Linked DNA regions of Rattus norvegicus: region 1 is linked to region 2. Evidence: chromatin contacts called from public Hi-C data. All regions are on one chromosome and are shown on one strand. Each heading gives the region's core, a stretch centred on a gene start, on an enhancer-like site or on the middle of the called end of the contact. The rest is flanking DNA. Distances are from core to core; before and after follow the strand shown. Region 1 holds the start of Eif2b5 (eukaryotic translation initiation factor 2B subunit epsilon). Region 2 holds the start of Psmd2 (proteasome 26S subunit ubiquitin receptor, non-ATPase 2).

What was found. A called contact is a pair of places that touch in the nucleus more often than the background predicts.
Region 1: a contact with region 2 is called in a Hi-C map of kidney, with 5 times the contacts expected there. The contact joins the promoter of Eif2b5 here to the promoter of Psmd2 in region 2. A contact is called at or near these places in 12 of 12 Hi-C or Micro-C datasets (the A7r5 cell line, the Rat2 cell line, Schwann cells and 7 more) and 1 of 1 datasets of contacts at active chromatin or transcription factors (oligodendrocytes).

What each region holds. Positions count from the first base shown.
Region 1 is chr11:93,904,862-93,910,816 of GRCr8, forward strand. Eif2b5 (eukaryotic translation initiation factor 2B subunit epsilon) reads right to left here and starts at 3,939. Exons shown (of 16, transcript NM_138866.2): 1 at 3,724-3,939; 2 at 2,582-2,706; 3 at 1,553-1,738; 4 at 1,295-1,472; 5 at 1,126-1,206; 6 at 793-870; 7 at 243-555. The coding sequence starts at 3,903. LOC134481032 (a long non-coding RNA gene) reads left to right here and starts at 5,591. Exons shown (of 2, transcript XR_010056206.1): 1 at 5,591-5,955.
Region 2 is chr11:93,760,637-93,766,128 of GRCr8, forward strand. It overlaps Psmd2 (proteasome 26S subunit ubiquitin receptor, non-ATPase 2), which reads right to left and starts at 2,752. Exons shown (of 21, transcript NM_001031639.1): 1 at 2,613-2,752; 2 at 2,149-2,205; 3 at 1,715-1,879; 4 at 562-683; 5 at 196-420. The coding sequence starts at 2,747. It overlaps LOC102551589 (a long non-coding RNA gene), which reads left to right and starts at 2,824. Exons shown (of 5, transcript XR_010056204.1): 1 at 2,824-2,990.

The DNA of each region.
Region 1 (5,955 bases), core at 2,689-5,188, 150 kb after region 2:
AGAGGTCACTGGATCCTCCTGTACTTGAGTTGCAAGCTACCTGATGAATACTGGGAACAGAGACTGAGTCCCCCGCAAGAGCAACACACGTGGACCACCTCCCTGTCTCTCTGCTCCTTCCTTACGATAGCCACTCAGCTTCCTAATCATAAGGACTATCCCTCGGCCTCCTCCCTAGCTTCTGGAGACACACTGCAGCCCCCACACTTTAGGGCCACTGCTGGGTCCCCACCTGTGCTCACCAATGTGGCAGTTAGGGCCAATGACACTGTTGGTGATGGAGCAGTTGCTGCCAACGACAGTGCCAGCTCCCAGAAGCACGTTTTCCTCCAGGACGCTGCCGTGGCCCAGGCTGACTTCAGGCCCTCGGTAGATGTTGTGTCGGGAATGAGTGTAGCTTTGTGTACTGCTGTCAGTGAAGTTGACTTCTGGAGTAAGAGGGTAGACCCATCGGCGGATGACGTCAGCACAGACAGCTGAGTACATGTGTAGGTTGGAGACCCGGGCACCATATTCCCTACTTGTCACATGCAAGTGAATCTGATTTCCTAGGATCTGAATGAGAAGGGACGATTACCCAATCAAGCAAGGCAGGAAGACACTCCCCAAGTATACACCCTTCTAAGCCTCTCAGTGCCTCTCTGCCGCTCGATGACACCATCAAATGGCCTGAGCTTTCTTTATGGATCGTTGCTCCCAGCTGTCTCAGGCTTAATGAAACGCAAAAGGGAACCCAAGGTTACCAGAGCAAGACAAACCCTCTCCTCTAGACGTTTTGGGAGCTTTCCTCACCTCCTCATTCACTAGCAGGCCTCGCACAAAATCATCTCGAGTTTGGTAGTCAAAGTTGTCTGTGAAGAGCTGAGCTACCTGTGGAGAAAACACACTATGCTAAGGGTAGGTGCTTTACAGTAACAACGTCCAGAGAGCTATCAAAGCCATAGTAACTGGCTGTAGGACAAACCCTAGATTTGGTTCCCAATATACTGGGAATGAAGTAATTGTGCTTCTCTACTGTACAACAAACCAGAAAAAGAGGGGAAAGATGCATCCCCTGGACTTGAAAGGGAACAGACCCCTAGAGTTTTGCTCTTTGGCTATGCAGCTCTGTTCTGAAGAGTTCACCTGAGGAGAGCAGATGCTGATGTGACAATCCAACAAGTCATATCGAATCTCCACTCCGTCTAGACTGCCCTGGAATAGGCCCTGAGGGGAGAAGTTACAAAGGCTTTAGCTCATCTCTCCTCTCGAAGCTCCTCCCTCTTCTACCTGAGTTCCCCAGACACCCAGTTACCAAAGGAAAGGAGAAATGGCGGAGGCCTTGGGTCTTCTGGAAGTGAAGAATCCTGTTTGTGGTGCTATCCACAGCTAGCACCACATTGTCCTCATGGCAGCGTGTAGGGTGACTGGGTGAGGACTCTTTGAACACCATTGTCATGACAGACACATTTTTTTCTAGCTTCCTTCTTAACCTATAAAGAAGGAGGGGCAGAGTTAGTCTTAGGACTCAACTGGTCCCTAAGTCTTGTCCCTGCCGTCTTCCCCACCTGACCTGTGTTCCTCCAGGGCTTTGGAAATATTGATATTTGAGACGACATCTCCATATATCAGGAGGAAATCAGAGCGCACCAAGGCCTTGGCATCGACATCACGGAGGACATCTCCTAGTGATCGGTACAGGTCTGATGTGATTATTCGAACAACATTGAGGGACGTAGGATGGCACCATTTGGATTTCCTGTGGGAAAGTGATGAGGAACTATAAAGTAAACAGACTATCACAGACCTGACCTCTAACCTCCATTCAGCATTTATACTCCTCTGTGGCTTCTCTGGCTTCCTGCCAGCGTCTCTGGCTTCAAAGAGACGCGTGAACCATAATAAATGGTTTCGGCTTCCAGTGTCATTAGTTTTATGTGTTTGAGAAGTATGACCATTTCCTTTCTATACCTTGACTCCCGTCTTGAAATGTGAGTTTGAATTTAAAATCCTATGAAATCTAGGCTATGAAAGTATTCTGGGAACACATTTTTTTTTTCAAGTCATCTTTCTTGTTCTGAGTCTGTATCAACTTTAAGCACGGTAACATGGAAAACATGTTCAGTATACTAGTCTTTACTTCCAAAACTCATAAATTCCCAGACTAGCTCTTCCAAATTTTAACAAGCATCTCTTAAGAACTTACAGTGGGCTTGAAACTAAGGAGGGCAGTGGGGGAGACAAGGGGAAAGAACTTGTTCCTGTCACTGGGGGGTCAGAACAGACAGTGTTTAGAAATTCAGTGGGAAAATAAAGATGCTCTTCCAATAACATACCCACTGGAACATAAAAAGCAAAACTCACTGGAACGAACTTTGAAAGACTCAGAAAATCATAGCCAAGCCTTTCGATTTCCATCACTGAAACCTCAAGGCAAAGAAAGCTCCAGCAGCTTCTCTCAGGACACGTGAAGAAAACACTAAATCATACACGAGCTCAGAACAGATGCAGTTTTCCTCATGTCTCTACCTCGTCAAACCCATGCTGGAAGGACTGGAAAAAAGACGGTGAAGCATGGAAAGGAAAAATTCCCGAGCCTTACTGTAAGTGTTCTTTGATCTGAGCAGCCTTCCAGCAGCAAAAGACAAATGTTTCCTGTACACCCGTGGCAGTCAAGAATTCCAGAGTATAGTCGATCAGCGCGACATTGGCCAGGGGCAATAGGACCTATAGGGCAGGATATGAAAAAGTCTGAGGTCTTCAAGCCATTATTATACTTCAGGTACCCCACTGCAACAATGTGCCTTTCATCGGGGCTTGCAGACACTACAGTTTGCTTTACCCTTTTATTCTAAAGCAAATAGGCCCAAAGGTTCAGTCTAAGATTTGGGCCTAGTAGACATGGTATCAGACACAGAATATGTTATAGGAAACCAGGGCTGACATTAAGGACAAATGTTGGCCCTAAATCATAGCTCTATAACTCTAAGCACTAAGACCTTCTTCTCATAGAATTTCCTCCTATTGACACTGAGTCACAGAAATCATTCAAACACTTGTCAAAAGTGAACAGTCGTTAGCCTTAGGAATTCTTAAGTAAAAGGCAAATCCCTGTTTGCTGAGGGACCGAGCAGTCTGCAAGCCCAATACCAATGTCCTATGTCTAGGTAGTTCCAAGGCTGAGGGGAACCCACTCGGTTCCCCTTGCAGCAGATGGGAGGAAAAGAGCCCGTACCAGGCCGAGATCTAGCCTTTTTCCCTTTAGGTATATATTACCATCGCTTTTTGAAGCATTTTTTAAATTGCCCATGTCCTGCAAGGTTAGAGGCAATGGAGGCCCCCTTGCGCTACTAAATCCCCCTGGGAAGGCTTCTTTCAAACACTGATTTTTTTTTTTCCTTTTCTTTTTTTCGGAGCTGGGGACCGAACCCAGGGCCTTGCGCTTGCTAGGCAAGCGCTCTACCACTGAGTTAAATCCCCAACCCCCTCAAACACTGATTCTATACACAGCCCTCTCAATCCTTCTCAAGGCTGGGCAGACAGCCCTGCGAGAATCCATATTTGCTAGCTACTCATCTGGACGGACAGCCACCGGGGTTTCAGTCAGTCCCTCCACTTTCTCTCAACCAGAAAAACTCAACTTTATGGTAACTTTCAGAACACGCTTCACTAGCAAGCTGCAGTGGCAACTTGTAGCCCTGCTACCCTCCAGGCCCGCAGGTTGCTCGCGTGCCGGGTCCTCACCCGAGGCTGGTCCTTGGAGATGGGGAAGAAGCGGCGGTCGAAGCTATCGGCCACTAAAACTGCCTGGAGGGGCGGCGGCGGCTCCTCCTCCGCACCTTGGGTTCCACCGCCGCCGGAGCCGCCGCCGCGTTTGTTCGCTCGGCCGCCTACAGCGCTGGGAACCGCCGCAGTGGCTGCCATTTTGCTTCGCAGTCAGCACGTCCGCCGGGAAGCCACACCGCACGCAGTAGGGGACAAAAAGGACTCGCAGTCAAAACGCGAAGGTGTGATTGCAAGGAGAGAAAGAGGAAGGAGTGCGCATGTGTATACTAGCAGGCCCCACCCACCCCCGTGCAAGGCCAGAGCCGGGGCGTGGCAGACCGTGCTAGTTTTGTAGGAGTTGGCGGTACTGGGTGGTGCACTTACCACGGAGGGGTGAGATCCCACCGTTGTCAAACTCGGTCAGCGAGTGCTGCTGAGTTAGGCAAGCTAAGATGGCAGCGAGCTGAGTAGGCTTGTGATCGCCCGGCAGGAGTCTGCAGCTTCCCTGCCCAGAGCTGGAGAAATCGCTCATCGGTTAAGGGCACTTACTGCTCTTGCAGAGAATCCAACTTCGGCGCCCAGCGCTCACGTGGTGGCAAGCAACTATGCACAATTGCAATTCTGTGGTGTCCAACTCACTTTCAACTGGACACATGCCTGTGGAATACATACAAGCTGGCAAAACACTCTTCCACATAAATCTAAAAATTAAATGTAGCTCTCCACTTGCAATTCTAGTCATCTAAGGGGATCTGTCGTCTTTGGGAGGGAACCCACGATCTGCCCAAATACTGAACGTGGAGGCAAGCGGTTAATTTTTTTTTTTTTTTTCGGAGCTGAGGACCGAACCCAGGGCCTTGTGATTGCTAGGCAAGCGCTCTACCACTGAGCTAAATCCCCAACCCCAAGCGGTTAATTTTACGGAGCACCCGCGGATTATGGGCTAGGTCGTGTCCCTTCCCTCCTCCGTGTCCCCTCCCTCCTCCCGTTCTGGAAATACGACCTAAAGCACGGGCATTTCTTAAACATTTAAATCAGACCAAGGAAGCACGCCCAACTAGTGAGTGGAAAGACTGGTGCTGGGGCTCATCTGACTCCCTAGTTCCACAAGCGTTATCACAGAAGAGGCTGGATCTAAGAGCAGCAGTAAACTGTAGGATTGGGGCGTAGTAAGCAAGCTTTTCAGGCTGGACGCTGAAGCAGAGCAACAGGTTTCGGGAAAAGAAGCTGTGGCCGCAGTTTATAAATCAAGCTTAAGGCTGAGGAAGCAATGGCACACAGCCTGGGCGTAATTCTGTCAAGCCAAAAAATTCCTGTAAGCAATCTGTGCCCATTCAGCACCAGAACCTCTGCTAATCCCACAGCCTGCAGGTTTCAGCAACTCCCTCTGTTGCTTCCACCCACCTCCCCCAGATGCCCTCTCTCCCCACAGAGAGTGGTTAGTTTGTGTTTCTACAGTTTAGATTCCTCATGGAACTCAGAAACCTGTTATTTCTTTCTTCGCTCAGTTAAGGAGGGTGCTGTGAGAACAACATTTGCTTTTGAAAACGTCGGTACAAAGAGGGAAAAGGTTAGTAAAAAAATTTCAATTAAATCAATGTAGTACAGGTCACCCAAGGGTGTATATTTCCACCACCGACTGAGACAGGAGGAAGTGAGATCTGCAGTGAGGCCTCGCGACAACTGATCAAACGGGTAGGCAAACACGACCAAAATAAAAGAATGTATACATGTACGTTCTGCGTGATTGATTGGTTGCGCTACAGATCTTCATGAAAAAGAAAAATGTGCACTTGTGGGAATTCTTACACGGGCACACACAGGGCTCCCAGAAATGCTGGATGTGGAGTTCAGGGGCTTGTGAAATTAGGTAACACTGCCCCCTAGAGATCAGTGTGATGCAATGTGCCTGCACCAATTCCCAGAGTCTATGTCATAGACTTTATGACAGAGGTTGTTTGTTTGGTTTTTTTTTTTCTTTTTTGTTTTTTGTTTTTTGTTTTTTTTTGCGATAAGGTCTCACTCTATATCCCTTCCTGCTGTGGTATTAGTCACTGACTATACCAGGCTAGCCTCCAACCCATGGAGACCCACCAGACTCTGCCTCTCAACTGGTGGGACTAAAGATGTGGGCCACCATGCCCAGCCTATGAAGTCATTTTTAATGTGGAGGTTTTCTGTACTGTGGAGTAGGAACCAGACGTATCTATG
Region 2 (5,492 bases), core at 1,502-4,001:
TTTCAGAGAGTGCAATTCATTTACTTCTTTCCCAAGTATGCACACTGAGTACCTAATATATGGAAGGCAATGTACTACGTTCCAGGATTACTAAGGAAACACAAAGTTTCTGCCTTCAAGAAGCAACCCTGAGATCCCCAGGAGACCAATGCTGAAGAGGCAGGCCTGCTACCCTGCTCTCCTGTCCGCCCTTACCTGGTGAGATAGAGGCAGACCTTGGAGTATGCATTCTCATCGATGTCCTTCTCCAGCATATCCACCTGCTCGATCTCCATGAGCAGGTCACAAGCCTCGTGCTCAGCATTGTGAGCCATGTTGTAGGGGACGATTTCCTTTACCAAGGTAAGCAATGGTTCCCGCTGTGCTTTCTCTGCATCATCCAGTTCCTGCCACTCCTTAGCCACTTCTCCTGCCAGATGTCTACGGAAAGACAGGCTCATTAGTGAAGCAGGTCCCTGGGAGTCAAGAATTCAGTGTCTGGGGGATTCAACGCATTCAGTTTCCAAACCAACAGAATAATGCCCCCAAGTCCCTTCTCACCCCAAAAAGAAAATGCCTTACCTGACATACTCATGACCCCACGATGCCAATTCTTCCTGGGAGCCCACTAGCCGATACTTGAGGCACTCCCGCTCACCACTCATGGTCATGGCCAAAACAGAGATGATGTCAGCAGCAAAGCACTGTAAGGAAAACAGCATGTGCCATCACACAATCAAGATCACTGCCTGCAAAACTCACCAATAAAATCTATTATATACTAGTCCCCATAGTCCATGCCAAAGCCTTACAAAAGTGGTGTTGCTAGCTCCCTCTGAAGCTAGCCTAACTCAAGAGTGACAAACAATGGGGGGATCAAAGAAAGACGCTTCGCAGTTGTAATATTAGGAGACAGTGTGTCTCATTGCATCACACTGCCTAGTTTGGCCTCAATATTCTACACTTAAGAGGTCCCGAGTCGGGGCTGGAGAGATGGCTCAGCGGTTAAGAGCACTGGCTGCTCTTCTAGAGGTCCTGAGTTCAGTTCCCAGTATCTACATGGGGGTTCACAACAGTCTAACTCCAGTTCCAGGGGATATATTCCCGGCCTCTGGCCAGTACAGATAGATACTACACACAGAGGATACACATCAGGGAGGGAAGGCATTCATCTATGTAAATATAAAAGTAAATTCTAATATTTTACTTAAATTTATTTTAAAAACAAATTTTATTTTTATTATATATTATTTATTTTATTTACAATTTAGAAGGCCAAGCAAACTGGCTTATGCTTATAATCCCAGCACTCCAGAGCTGAGGCAGGAGAGCCATAAACTGAAGCTCTGTCTAGGCCACATTGAGAGTTTGAGGGCAACTAGAGTGGCTGAGGAAGAGGGGTCAACGTTTAAGAGGACTTCCTGAATGCTCGTGAAGATCAGAGTTCAAATCCCAAAACCAACCATAAACACTAAGGGTCTCTAGGCATGCATAGGCACATGCACACACGCAGAAACACATCATGCTAAAAAGCCTTAAGGTATAATGAAGCAGAAACTTCCAAGGAGCTGAGCAGCATTTACAGGCTCCTCTTTTAGGAGAATCATAGTCTCATTAGGATGAACTGTCCACTCAGGTGAGGTCCGCTAGGCTTTCAGTGACTTACCATGGTTCTTGTTTTCTAGCTCAAAAAGGAATTATTCAACTGGACAGACCCTGCCATATTCTGAATTACCTTATTCTCCCCAGGGGCCATGTTCTCATAGATTTCCTTCAGTTTGCCATAGTGTGGACGCAGAAATTTGAGAGGTTTCGGTACTGAGGTCATGGAAGTTGTAGAAGAACGGATTTGTCTTCTCAGTTCCTCCAGAGCTGGTCGGTACAGGGATGTATCCTTTTCCTGAGAGGGGATGTTAGTGCTTAGATCAAAAGGAATCATATTCCTCCACATCATAACTCACACATACCTAAGCAACGCTTTGCTCAAAGACATAACTGACTCCTATCCCATGATTCCTCAACCCCTGAGACACATGACCCCATACCCTTTGTAACTCTTTTCCCTCAAACTATCATAATATCTAATATGTGATATCTAATTGTTGCCTCAAAATGAAATAAATGGGAAATATCCAACTACATTCTCCCTGAAGTAACATCTTGACTCACCCCGAGTCGCTCCACGAGCATCTCCAGTTCATCTTGAAGCTGTTTGTCCTCCTCAGACTGGAGGGTTAGGGGAAGAAGCTCATCAAAAGAAGGAACCCGAATCACATTCTCCTCCCACTCACCCCGGTGCAGGTGGAGAGTGTGAATGTCTATTGGCAAGAAGAGGCAGTGAGATAGGAAAGCAGCATTGCTGGAAAGGCTGTCTAACTTCTGAACCAGGCAGGCTCTGCTTTCGGAAGCCATTCTAGAAAATAGCCAAAGACCCGCGATGTGGTGGTGAGGGCCTCGGGGGTGGCAGTGCGTAATGGGGTGGGGAATGGGGCGGAAAGGGCATAAAGTCAGGGTCTCCCCATTCTGAGTTCCCCGGTGCGGTGGGCAGTAGGGAGTCGGGCCCGAGGCCTTCAAGCCAGCAGTGACTCAGCCCAAGGCCTCCTCCTCCTCGGGATCCCTAGGCTGCGTCTCACCAGCTCCTGCTCTTTATCTTTTTCCCCGGCATCCCGTCGCTCCTTGCCGCTCGACTTCTCGTCCGCGCCGCTGGGGGCTGTCGCTGAGGGTTGTTGGGACTGCACGGGTGTCTTGTCTCGTCCACCCTCCTCCATCTCCGCCACTACTGCCGGCCTACTGCGCGCGCACCTGCTGGCACCGCCCCTTTTCCCAGATTGCAACGCGCGCGTCGTCCTCCAGACCGGAAACGCCCGGCGGATCCCGAGTTCCGCACTCTGAGGCAGCCGGGAAATTACTGTTCCGGCATCTAGCCGAACTACTAGTGTTGGGTTAGGGTGTCTCTGACGCGGAGATGCCTAGCTCTCTGAACCCGTAGCTTCACCACAGCTGGATGCTTGGTACGATGAGAAGGTCATCCTGAAGGCAGAGCGTCCATACATTTTCATGTTTGCTTTAGTCCTCTGTAGGAAATTTCTACCAGTTTCTGTTTTCTATGACTTCTATCACAGATAACGAAATCCATCCATCCATTCATATACACATACATATATCAGGTACATACTATATGCATAGTATATAATCATAAGTGTGTGTGTAATCAACAAATCAACAGTCACATACCAATCAGTATGTTGGAGATAAATTGGAAATTGTGCCCTAAAATGGTTTATCAAAAAGGCGATGAGTCCAGATGAAGAGTTTGTTGGTGTGCATTTCAAGTTATTTTAAGTATACATTGTTTTGAAATAAAAACTTGGAAAGGTGAGAGAAACTCAAACTTTAGAAACATGATATTAGAAACAAACAGCTGTGTGGTTTCTATAAACCAGTCTGTTTTCTGCCTATGTGAAGCACAAAAACTTTCTCTTGTAAAAACACTTAAAGAATAAAATGAGTCAATATGTAAGCCAGGCATCATGGCCCACACTCTCAATCCCAACATTTGGGATTAAATTCTGAGACAAAGGCAGGCAGATCTCTGTGTGTTCAAGGCTAGCCTGGTCTACATGGTGAGTTCTAAGCCAGCCAAGAACTACACAAGGAGACCCTGTTGAAATAGTGTCTAACTTTTTACCCCACTTGGGGTGATAATGCTCCCCTCAAGAGCCAACGACTAACAGAAATCTCAGTGCCAGGCACAGTAAACCTTCCTCAGAGTTGTTGGTCAGGGAAATCCAAGAGACTCCTAAAACAATACAAGCTATGCCTGTTGCCCTGGGTTGCCTTTGAGAACCAGAAGGTAAGACTTTATTACTGAGGACACCAAACATTTCACTTGGAGGAATTGAGTGAAACTGACCAGGAGGCGTCCTCCCTGAGAACTAGTTCTCATAACGTCTTAAGATGCTCTGCAAGCTGACAAGGAGAAGAGCAGTCAGTGGTCCTAACCAACTGTAAAGCTTATAAACCAGAACGATCAGCTCAGTGTAATATCCCCAAAGGTGCAATAGTGGTACTTTTATATCGAGGGTAACAACCAACCACCTAGCTGGACTTGAGTCCTGCTCAATAGGAGGGAATTCTTGCTAAGTACTGTAAATCTAGCCAACTAGAGTTGCAATTAAGGCTACATGGTGAGATTGGGTCAGTCACTAATTTTCTGTATGTGATATTTTCCTAAGAGCCAAGTGTTTTATGGAGATTTTTACTGTTTACTTTAGAAATGACAGCAGATGGTACCTTCACTCTTTTATTATTGATACCCAGGTAGGAATTATATTGTGGCCCTACCATTTATAATCCAACCATCCTACACATTTCACATTTGTGAATACTCTCCAAGTTGGCATTCTGTCGGTAAGGAATGCTTTCTTCAGTTTTCAGTTGGTAAATTCTAGCGTCCTCTGAGCGCCAGCCCGGCGCCACCTTCTAGGATACTTTTCCTTTCTTGCCTCTCAGGCTTTGCATTTCTTTGCTGAGCTCATGCTTTCCTTGACACATCTCTCTCCCACCTTGTACTCTAAGCTCCTGGAGGTCAAGGAACTGTATTTGACTGTCTTTTTGCCCTGCCTGGTTTGAGACAGGCCTTAACAAACATCTAACAGATGGTGGCCATGTCTTTGCATTGGCCCTTAGCTCAGCTTCATACTTAATAAGACTTTGAGGTTTCTCTTTGGAACCCAGAACTACAAATTGGAAAACTGTCAGGATTCTCCACTGGCGAACCATGGTAGCCCTTTGAAAATGTGCTTACTTTTTATGAAGTATTCTCTTCTAGCCCGATATTTTTAGCGTTTACCAAGGGTAAGATCGTCTTTCTTGGCAGGCTTCCTTACTTTGGATGGGAATAAATTGCCCAATGGGATAGCATAGATGCCTAGCATTGTTCATTTTCTCTTCTGGCTCAACACAACAGAATGTATAACACAGCTATTCCTCAACTTGACAGGACTGTTAAGTGTGAAGGTGACATATACCTGAGGTTCACCTTGCCTCACTTTGAGTACCAAGTCCCTGTGTATTGCTCTACAAAGAGGTTCTACTTTAACCCTGGTTCACTGTGAATAAGTTTCTTGCAGCTATCTGGTTATTTGGTATATGACCTGGGAGAACTGTGTTGCATGGAAAAACACCTGTTGCTGGTAATGGTCCCACTCAGCATGATGAATTTGACTGGCAGACAGATATCTGCATTTGACCTAGGAAATTAACTGCTGGTGATTAACATGTCTTTGGTACAGTCTGTTCTTGTCTGATATTGAAGCTCCTGGAATGTTTTCCCATTTTCCCCCACTCATAAAACAGAGATGGTGGCACTGTGGGCACTTAAGATTTTTCTTTCTGTGAGACAGGGTCTCCTATATTCAAGCTGGCCTCAAGTTCTTTTTGGATCTATTTGTTATGTGTATAGTATTCTGCCTGCATGTATGCCTGAAGGCCAGAAGAGGGCACCAGATCCC